2 separate regions of the Sus scrofa genome follow, and region 1 is linked to region 2. A link is a contact called in public Hi-C data. All regions are on one chromosome and are shown on one strand. Each heading gives the region's core, a stretch centred on a gene start, on an enhancer-like site or on the middle of the called end of the contact. The rest is flanking DNA. Distances are from core to core; before and after follow the strand shown. Region 1 holds the start of PLA2G12B (phospholipase A2 group XIIB). Region 2 holds the start of OIT3 (oncoprotein induced transcript 3).

Evidence for each region. Hi-C and Micro-C count contacts between places; a contact is called where the count stands out from the background.
Region 1: a contact with region 2 is called in a Hi-C map of skeletal muscle, with 2.1 times the contacts expected there. The contact joins the promoter of PLA2G12B here to the promoter of OIT3 in region 2. A contact is called at or near these places in 4 of 47 Hi-C or Micro-C datasets (embryonic fibroblasts, liver and skeletal muscle).

What each region holds. Positions count from the first base shown.
Region 1 is chr14:75,777,280-75,782,821 of Sscrofa11.1, reverse strand. PLA2G12B (phospholipase A2 group XIIB) reads left to right here and starts at 3,963. Exons shown (of 4, transcript NM_001243338.1): 1 at 3,963-4,261. The coding sequence starts at 4,051.
Region 2 is chr14:75,724,723-75,730,322 of Sscrofa11.1, reverse strand. OIT3 (oncoprotein induced transcript 3) reads right to left here and starts at 3,951. Exons shown (of 9, transcript NM_001244899.1): 1 at 3,784-3,951. The coding sequence starts at 3,844.

The DNA of each region.
Region 1 (5,542 bases), core at 2,714-5,213, 52 kb before region 2:
AATAAATAAATAATAAGATTAAAAAATGGACAACTTGAATAGATTTTTTCTCCAGAGAGAGCATATTGATTGCCAACAGGTATATGAAAACGTCCTCAACGTAACTAATCATCTGGAAATGCAAATCAAAAGTACAATAAGATATCAACTCAGGGAGCTCCCGTCGTGGCGCAGTGGTTAACGAATCCGACTAGGAACCATGAGGTTGCAGGTTCGATCCCTGCCCTTGCTCAGTGGGTTAACGATCCGGCGTTGCCGTGAGCTGTGGTGCAGGTTGCAGATGCGGCTAGGATCCTGCATTGCTGTGGCTCTGGCGTAGGCCGGTGGCTACAGCTCCGATGGGAACCTCCATATGCCGCAGGAGCGGCCCAAGAAATAGCAACAGTAACAACAACAACAAAAAAGACAAAAGACAAAAAAAAAAAAAAAAAAAAAAAAAAGGTATCAACTCACACCTGTCAGAATGGTCATCATCAAAAAGACAAGAGATAAATGTGGGCCAAGGATGTAGAAAAAAGGGAACCTCTGTGCACTGTTGGTGAGTGTACACATTGGTTAAGCTACTATGGAAAACTGCAGTTTCCTCAAAAGATTAGAAGCAGAACTACCATATGATCTAGCAATCTTCTGGGAAATATTATCATGATCAAAGAAATATCTTTATCCTCATTTTCATGGCAGTATTATTCACAATAGCCAGTACATGGAATTGTCCTAAGTGTCCATCTACAGATTAATGGACAAAGAAAATGTGAGATATGTTTGTGTGTGTGCACACATGCGTGTCTCTACATATGAATATTATGCAGCCACGAAAAAGAAATTCTGCCACTTGCAACAACACAGATAGACCTTGGGGCCTAATATTAAGTGAAATGTCAAATAGAGAAAGACAAATACTTTACGATATCCCTTATATGTGAAATCTAAAAAAGCCGAATTCATAGAAACAGAGAATAGAAAAGTGGTTGCCAAGGGCTCAGGGTTGGAGAAATTGGAGAGATATCAGTTAAAGGGTATAATTTTTCAGTTATAAAATAAATAAACTCTGAGGATGTAATTGACAGCATATAGACTAGAGTTCTCAATATTTTATTATATATTTGAGAGTTGCTAAGAAAACTGATCTTAAACGTTCTCACCACAAAAAAAGAATGGCAATGGTGTGAAGTGATGGAGGCATTAACCAACTCTACTGTATAGTCCTTGCACAATATATGTAAGCATCAAATCATCATGATGTACACCTTTAATTTACATGTTATATTCCAGTACCTCCATAAAGCTGGGAGAAAAAAAACTAGGCAAAGATGAACTTGAACAGACACTTCTGATGATATACAAATGACCAATAAGCTTGTGAAAAGGTGCTCAGTATCACTAATCATTAGAGAATGCAAATTAAAATGGCAAGGAGATACTACCTTATAACCATTAGGATGGCCATTGCCAAAAAAAAAAAAAAATGGTAAATAACAAGCATTGATAAGAATGTGGAGAAACTGGAACACTTGTGCATTGCTGGGGTCAATGTAACTGCTACAGCCACTGTGGAAAATAGTATGATGATTCCTCAAAGTTAAACGGAAAATTAAACATAGAATTGGATCAAGCAAATCCAATTCTAGGTATGTACCCCAAAGAATTGAAAGCGGGGACCCCAAAAGCTATACTCATTTCATAGCAGCATTACTCACAGGAATGAGTATTGACACATGCTTTAACAGAGATGAAACTTGAATACATTATGCTCAGCGAAACGACACAAAAAGACACATATTGTATGAGTCCATTTCTATCAGGTACCAGTACAGAGAAATTCATAAGGACAAAAAGAACAACAGTGGTTGCCAGGGGCTGAAGAAAAGCAGAATGGGGAATTATCGTTTAATATGCATAGAGTCTCAATTTGGGATGATGAAAAAGTTCTAGAGATGGAGAGTGATGACAGGTGAACAACATTGTGAATGTACCTACTGTACATAATGACTCTGCACTGTCCATTTAAAAATAGTTAAAATGCGGAGTTCTCATCGTGGCACAGTGGAAATGAATCCAACGAGGAACCATGGGGTTGTGGGGTCAATCCCTGGCCTCGCTCAGTGGTTAAGCCGTGAGCTACAGTGCAGGTTGCAGACATGGGCTCAGATCTGGTATTGCTGCGGCTGTGGCTTAGGCCGGCAGCTACAGCTCCAATTAGACCCCTAGCCTGGGAGCCTCCATATGCTGCGGGTGCGGCCCTAAAAAGACAAAAGACAAAGTTAAAATGGTAAATATTATTAATTGTTTATCACAATAATAAAAAAACTAAGGTATCAAGAAATGGGGAAAAATACTATTAATAGCTCCAGTAGCAGCTGGATCAGCAGAGGCTTCACAAAATTAAAAATTTATCAAATATTATTTGTGATCTTGCATTTGTCAAGAGCACCTAACATTGCTTTAATTGTATGAACTGAAAATGAAGTTATTGAGAGTATAAATTTTAATGACTGAATAAATGAATTTGCAGGAAAGCAAGTCAGAAAAATCTTATGATCATACACCAATAAAGTATTACATATTGTATTATATAAAGTTGACACCAAAAATATTTTTGTGATTTGTAAGTTTATATTATTACTCAGTTATCACTGTTACCCAATTATATTTTACAATATTTATAATGCAGGAAAACATTTTTAAAGAGAAAGCTTTGTATTTTAGGTCTTTAATGGTGCTTTCCCCCTGTGCTTTTTTTGAAAAGGAGCTCCACATTTTCAATTTGACTGGACCTCTCAAATTATGTAGCTGGTCCTGATCCCCAGGTTTTACCACTGATCGCCTGTTTATCTTTGACTGAGTCATTTAACCTTTGTATCTCAGCTTTCTCACCTCTCAAATGGGAATGGTACTTACCCTTTTTCATAGAATTGATGAGGAATTAACATACAGTGATTTCAAAAATTATAGTACTTCAAGTATTGGTGGCATCGTTGGTATTCATATGAAATGTTTTTAAACAACTGCTCTTGCTGGAGTCTGAGTCTTTAGACAAACACATTTCTTATCTAAAATGAAGACATCCAACTCACTATTTTCTCTGGGGCTTTCCAGACTTTTGTGAGAGAAGCTAAATGACTCATTTGATACCATGTTTTTAGACTAGCGATTTCACAGATAGGACTTATCTCTTCACACGACTGAAAAAGCAAAGTATAAACTGAAGATGATGCCAAAACACTAGACTTCAGTCAACAGTCTTAAAGCCTAAAATTTCATATCGCATTTCTAGTCGACCCTGATTTTTAAGCAACTCAGTGGAAGAACAACGCTAGGAGCATTCAGTTCCCTCTCAGGGCAATCTGTATATATCAGACACTGGTGGGGATAAATAAAAATACTGCTGTAAAAACAGAGGAAAAAGAGGATGGCTACAAGCCTGAGAGCCGAGATGAGACCAAAGCAGAAGCTGGGGTCCTAAATCTGAACGCCCCCTTCACACACACTGAGAGCACAACCTGACAACATCTGGACCATTGGTCCAGGTGACAGCATTAACCCACCATCCCTGGGTTTCCTGAGCCCTTTCTGCATCTTCCTGCATCTCCCTAGAAACCATGTGTACGTGACCAGCTTAGGGGTGAGGCTAGGTTCTTTGTGTCAAGAGGCGGGTCCTGGGGGAACAAACTCTCCTAACTGATCCTTAAGTTAACAAGTTGGTTGGGGGTAGACGTCCAGCCGCTCCACAACTCAGGCCTCCCGAGAAGTTAGCTCACATCTGCCTGCTCCAGGGAGAGCTGGGAGCTGCTCTGAAGTGTTCTCTCTCACTATCCATCCCTCAGATAGGCCCTCGGGCTGCCTAACCTTTGCCCTTTCTAATTGCCCTGATCTCATCCCAACCTCCCGAGCTGTGTGTAAAGTCCAGCTCCAGGGAACACACAGATTGAGTGTCCCAGATAATCCCTTTCCCAGTCCCGCCCGGCATCTGGCCGCTGGGCTACATATTGGGACTTCCGGGGGCACGGGCCGGGGTCTGAGGAGGGACCTCAGGACCTACCTGGCTGCAGGATGAAGCTGCCCACCAGCTTCTTGATTCTGTGGCTGAGCCTGGAGGGGGTCCTGGTTCAGAGTGGCAGCAGCCCTGACGCAGAGGAGTCCTATTCAGACTGGGGCCTGCGGCACATCCGGGGCAGCTTTGAATCTGTCAACAGCTACTTCGATTCCTTTCTGGAACTGCTGGGAGGGAAAAATGGAGTCTGTCAATACCGGTGCCGATATGGTGAGTCCCCGATTTCTCTTTTTGTGAAACGGTCGCTGGTGAACCTGTGAACAGGTGGAGCAGGCGCTTTTTCCTGTCACCCACTGCTTAGAGGGTTGCTGGATTCAGCACATTAAGCTATAGGACACCTAGTGAAACTGGAATTTCAAATCAACAACCAATACTTTGTTAAAATACTTGGGATATTTGGGACACACTTATAGTGACAAATTATTGGTTGTCGATCTGAAATACAAATTTCCCTGAGCTTCCTGCATTTTATCCAGCAAACCTACTCCAAAGAGCTTTGCAAAACCTGTACCCTGGGCTCATTTGAACAGATTAGGTGTGAGGCAGGGAGGTACTGAGGAAAAGACAGCGAGGGCAGGGAAGAAAGGATGTGACATCTTTGTGAGGTCTTCCAGGGATAAAAACTGGAGCTGAACATTCAGGGAAAATTCTACCAGAAAATTCTGAGCTTCTTCAGTCACTCAGCACGTAGCTTGGAAATGAATCCTCCCTCCCCCAATGCAGTCCACGCCTTCGTTGCAGATCTGTCAGTCTGTGATCCATTTGCCTCAATTGGCAAGGGCAAGCCTTCAGAAGTAGGATGGGCATTTGCCAGCTACCTCTGAAAACCAAGGATGAGGCCCTGAGCGGGCCTGGGACTGGCCCCTAGGCCTGGTATCAGGTGTGGAGCTGTGAATGGGTAGGAACATGACCTGAGCTGTAGAAAGGGTACATGGGGGTCTGGATGCCAGCCTGGCTGCAAAAGAGCAGACCCTGTGGCCTCTCTTCCTTCGCCCTGTGTTGGAAGTCAGTGTAACGGGACCAGAATATGGAGCCCTGGACCTTACAGCCAGAAGGTCTGCAAATGTTTTTGAAAGCATGCACAGTCTCATATAGCATTAGTTTCATTGTTAGTTTATCAAGTGTTTCATTATGAGATTAGAGATGAAAATGATGAGTCAGTTTGGCCTAGCAGGAAATCACTTGAGAAAGATTTTCTCCACATACCAAGAGATCAAACTCAGAAACTCAAAAGAGCTACATGCTGAGTTTATCCCATCAGTCTTGCACTCCCCTTTTAGCTTGGAGCAGGGGAAGTCTCTTCCTTATAAACCAAGAGTGACTAAGAGACCACAGTTAACCATTGCTCCAGAACCAAAAATTTTGCTGCATAGAAGTTTTAGCCTCAGAGGGAGATGGTGAAAAAAGGAAGCTACATCTTCTCTGTGAAGATTCCATAGGGTGAATCTGTGCAAGGACCCACCTGGACCGCCAGCCCTGATTTGTCTAAGG
Region 2 (5,600 bases), core at 2,702-5,201:
ATCATGGATGGAATTTGCACTAATGGGCAGTTTGGCTGGATACTGAATGTGTAAAGCTCATTCCACTGAGAGGGAAAAGGCTTCTGGCACAGGTCAACTGCCTTGAAATATACAATTGATTGGCCAAGAAATTACCAAAGATATTGTCTATGTGAATGTTGGTATATGTTTCATCAGCTTATTACAAATATCATGAACTTTGTGTCTTCACAGTCAGCCACGGCAAAACTGTCTAGAATACAGAAAAATCTCAAGTCTGCATTTTTAGTGCATAAACAATATGGACAAGGAGTTCCTGTCATGGTTCAGTGGAAACAAATCTGACCAGTATCCACGATGACGCAGGTTCTATCCCTGGCCTTGTTCAGTGGGTTAAGGATCCTGCGTTGCCCTGAGTTGTGGTGCAGGTCGCAGATGTGGCTCAGATCTGGTGTTGCTGTGGCTGTGATGTGGCTGTGGCATAAGCTGGCAGTTACAGCTCAGATTCGACCCCTAATCTGGGAAACTCCATATTCCACAGATGCAGCCCTGAAAAGAAAAAAAAAATAATGATAATAATAATAATGGCAAATATATTATCAAAAACATTTTAATGACTGAAGACACTAATATCCCCAGTATTATCACTGCTTCTCTTAATTTCAGGGAAGCACTGAATTAAGGTGAGCAAATTGTCCTTACAAAGAAGACCAAAAAATTCTAGAAAGGAGCGTTAGCCAGAAGGAACTATCCTTCTTAATGCATGTGAGGCTGACTTAATTGACATTGTAGGCAGGGAATTCATATTAAGGCCAATAACACTCTGTAAGCAGGAAATGCAATGTCAGCAAATACTACACAATAAATGTGGCTGGGCCATGAACATAAAATCTAAGTTGTCTAGAAAATATTTTGGATTTTCCCAGTCTACACTTCAAACTCAAGTTTACTATCAAAACTTGAGATATGTAGGAGAGTGTAGCCAAATGTTAACAGCCTCACTGGGAATACAACAGATTGGGCCAGGAAATAAGAAGGATATTGCATATTTTGGAAATAACACTTTTGCAGAGTTACACGTGGCAGGGACAACTCTCCCCTTAAAATGTCCCTGAGGTATCCCAACTGTGCCCTGATCATGGTATGATGTCCCTTGAGGGGGAGAAATGTCCTCATACAGACTTTCTCCCCTCTCAGAAGGGAAAAATTCCTTCATCTGCTCTCCTAGCTGTGGTTCTCCTATGAAGAAAGGTTTCCAGGGCAATTTCACAGGTGATTACAAATTCATAGAAATATTTGGTTCATCTCCTTGGCTCTAATTTTGTAAGAAATGGTTAGGTATTCAACTTTTAATAGCTTTTACAGAAATTCCTAAACCTCCCTCAATAACTATTTCACAATTTATGAAGTTTTTCCTTAAATCAAACTATCATTTCTTGTGCTATCTGTTAAAAGTTTACTTCCTTTCTTGTTGCAGGAGATACATGGCACACATTGGAGAAATTTACCCACTATCTTCTGTAAAATAAGCATATATTTTAAAAGTTACCCGTGCAATATTTTCTAACATTAAATATAGTCATTTCACTCCCCCCCTCCCACCCCCCGCCTTTTAAGGCAGTAATTCAATCCTTTAATAACCTGGCCACGGGTGTAAATTCCTACCTTCAGTCACTCAATGTGTGGAGTCTGGAATTCGGTCATTACTAATGTTGCATCCTGAACTGCTGATATGTAAGCGTGTGTGTGTGTGTGTGTGCACACATATACACTTCTCAAGTGAGAAAGCTTCAAAAAGAACAGCCCAGTGGGGTTCTCTCAAAGTCTGAATTGGGGACCAGCTGGCAGAGGGAGGGCTGGTCAGTTTTTACTTGGATGCTCGCCTGTCAGCCGCCCGGCCGCCCCTCCCCAACCCGGGATGCTGGGCGTTCGAGAGCAAAGGTCAGCATGCATCCCCGCCCTTTGGTTCTGGACATCGGGAGTCGCCGACAGTTCAGTCAGCACTCCAGATGCTGCCCCTCGGGTGGTCGTGGTTGCGGGATTCTGCGCCCGCGCGCTGGGGCCGGAAGCCCCTCCTCTCCCCCCCCTTTACTTCCCGCCTTCCCCCTCAGTGCCTCTCCCTCGCCTCTTCTCCTTTTCTCTCTTTGCTCTTCCCCAAGAGCAGCCCTATCCTCGACTCCAATCCCCAGCCCCCAAAGTTCTCCTTTTCTTTTCTGATGGCATTGAGTCAAACGTCTTAGAAGGGCTGCGAAAAAGAATAAAATAAATGAATAAAATAAAATAAAAACATCTGTGAAGGGAGAAGGTGTCTGATGGGAGGATACAGGAGATGCTGGAGGGAGGGTAAGCCAGGAAAGAACGGGGAGAGAGCTGAGAGGAAATTAAGGGAGAGATGACTTTGGCTTAAGCAATTCTTGGTTCGGTACTGGCTGCAGATACAGGCTGATGAAACTTAGCCCAAAACTATCTTTAAGATTATTTTTTTTTTAGACCAGTTCTAGATTTAGAGAATAATGGAGAAGTTAGTACAAAGAGTTCCCATCTATTGGGACCCAGTTTCCCATATTACAAAATAATCATACACTAGTGTAGTACCTTTGCCACAAATAATGAACCAGTGTTGGTATGTTATTATTAACTCAACCATAGTTTAGGTTTCCTTAGTTTTTGCCTATGTCTTTCTCTGTTCCTGGATCCGATCTAGGACACCACATGGGATTTAGTTTACCATGTCTCTTTAGGGTCTCAAACCTATTTATATATGTATAAATATATACATATATATATATATATATACACATATATATACATATATATACATATTTTCTTGGGGGGGGGGTCTTTTTAGGGCTGCTCCTGCTGCATATGGAAGTTCCCAGGCTTAGGGGTCTAACTGGAGCTGCAGCTGTCGACCACAGCCACACCAGATCTGAGCTGCGTCTGTGACCTACACCACAGCTCCCAGCAATGCTGGATCCTTAACCCACAGAGCAAGGCCAGGGATCAAACCCTGCATCCTCATGGATACTAGTGGGGGCGGGGTTCCTTACCACTGAGCCACAGTGGGAACTGCCTTTAATATATATTCTTGAAGGTGCTAGAGCAAGGCCTGAGCTACCCAGAATAAATAAATAGTGGCAATTAAGCACCCAGCTTTTCAAAAGTGCCAAGAAGGACACTTCTCTTCACCTTAACCTCCTCTCACTTTCTCTTCTAGTTAGAACTCATACTGGGAAAGGAGAGAGAAATTTTTTAGTAGCTGGAATTTAAATTTTTCTTTGCCATGTTGGCCAGTTTTGTGCCAAGCCTGAGGAGGACGACAGTTTAAAGTTCACTCAGTCTGTGCAAAAGTCATATTTTCAGATGTCAAGACTCAGAAGACTGATTTATTCAGATCTGTTCCTTTCATGGGCACAGTTAGTCCCTTGCATTCATTAAAGAAAAAAAACTCCATCCTTCCCTCTAAAAATCTTTTTTTTTTCCCTCTTGAAGTTGGAACTATAAAAGTGCCTAGAATATAAAGAGGTTAGAATTTCTTTTACACATATCCAAGAAATACTTGGCTTGTGGAAAGTTGTTTGGACATGGCAGATCTATGGAAATTTTGGATGCCCAGGCAAGAGGCTAAATGGCACATGGAAGAGAAATTCTCTGAAAACATATCTTCATAGGTTATTCATGACTTTTATACTATTCTAGAACCCATATTTAAGATTCTGGAATCTTGCTCTTAATAACCTGTACACAACAGCAAATTCCTACAACAAAAATTACATTGTGCCATGTACTTGGCATAAGACTTACCCTTTGGTGACACGAGTGTTATTGTGATAAAGAGGCAGGTGAGAAGCAGGAACTGAGGCATCCTTCTGGACCAGCCACCAGAGACAGACTGGAAAATCCTCTTAATTTCAGTTTTCCTTTGTCCGCTTCTTTATCAAGCGCCTTTTTAAAAAGGCCTCAAGGCTCTTATGAAGAAAGACTTCAGTACTGGTTGGGACTTTATCAGAGGAAGAGGATGAGTGGGATAAAGTGTCCATTGCTCTGGCCTTGACCCCAGATAGAAGCACTGCTTTACATTGTCAACAGGGTTATTTTATTGGTATTTTTCTTTAGGAAAAAAAAAAAAAAAAAACAACCAAAACCAAACAAACTTCACAATCCCTCATCCTCCTATTGTCTTTTTTCTCAAAAGTTCCCTGCAGTGAGACCTCCAGTATCTTATCCAGAAGGGAACTCTAAAAGCGGGACATCCCCTCACGTCAAAATCTTGTTTTGTGACTTCTAGGTATTGATTTCATGGTGTTGCAGCCATAGCATTGCATTCTAAATGAGAATGGGATAAAACCTACTTTTTGGAATTGATCATTAGGAAATCTCTTCATCAGGTGGTTAAGGAGTTTACAGTAGCATGCAAAGGAGTAGTAAGGTCATGTGTGGCATGAGGACAGTATTCTCCTGAAGCAAGCTTCTAAGTCTGGTATCTTTGCTATCAAAACTTCTTTGGGCTCAAAACTTCCTAAAGAAATAAGGTTTAGGTTGTGTTTTTTTGTTTTTTGTTTTTTTTTTTGTCTTTTTTTGTTGTTGTTGTTGTTGTTGTTGTTGCTATTTCTTGGGCCGCTCCCGTGGCATATGGAGGTTCCCAGGCTAGGGGTTGAATCGGAGCTGTAGCCACCGGCCTACGCCAGAGCCACAGCAACGCGGGATCCGAGCCGCGTCTGCAACCTACACCACAGCTCACGGCAACGCCGGATCCTTAACCCACTGAGCAAGGGCAGGGACCGAACCCGCAACCTCATGGTTCCTAGTCGGATTCGTTAACCACTGCGCCACGATGGGAACTCCTAGGTTGTGTTTTTAATCAATTTTGAGCAGCAGTATCTCATGTTTTCATAATGCCTTTCTTCCTCCATTTAAAATGGTTTAAAGTTATTTATATTACTAATTTTCACACAAAGATAGGGGCAGGAGCTTCAAATTAGGAAACACTCATTAAATTAATGACACTGAAAAAGGAGTGATGAAGTTTCATTTTTAGACAAAAGAGGGAAAATGTAGAGTTCTGTATATTTCATGTCATTAGACATGTCACCATAATTATGTGTACCAGTTTGCAAGCTCCCTGACATTCCATGGTGTGTAGAATGAGAATTGGCCAGGAGTTCCCGTCGTGGCGCAGTGGTAAACGAATCGGACTAGGAACCATGAGGTTTCAGGTTCAATCCCTGGCCTTGCTCAGTGGGTTAAGGATCCGGCGTTGCTGTGAGCTGTGGCGCAGGTTGCAGACGCAGCTCGGATCCCGAGTTGCTGTGGCTCTGGTGTAGGCCGGTATCTACAGCTCCGATTAGACCCCTCGCCTGGGAACCTCCATATGCTGTGGGTGCGGCCCAAGAAATGCCAAAAAGACAAAAAAAAAAAAAAAAAAATGGGAATTGACCAGCACTAATACTAAAGATAATGTAAAGGGGAAGTATTAAAAATTAAGTTAGAGAGGAGTTCCTATTGTAGCTTGGCAGGTTAAGAACCTGACGTATTCATGAGAATGTGATTTCGATCACTGGCCTTGCTCAGTAGGTTAAGGACCTGGCGTTGCCGTGAGCTGTGGTATAGATTGCAGATGC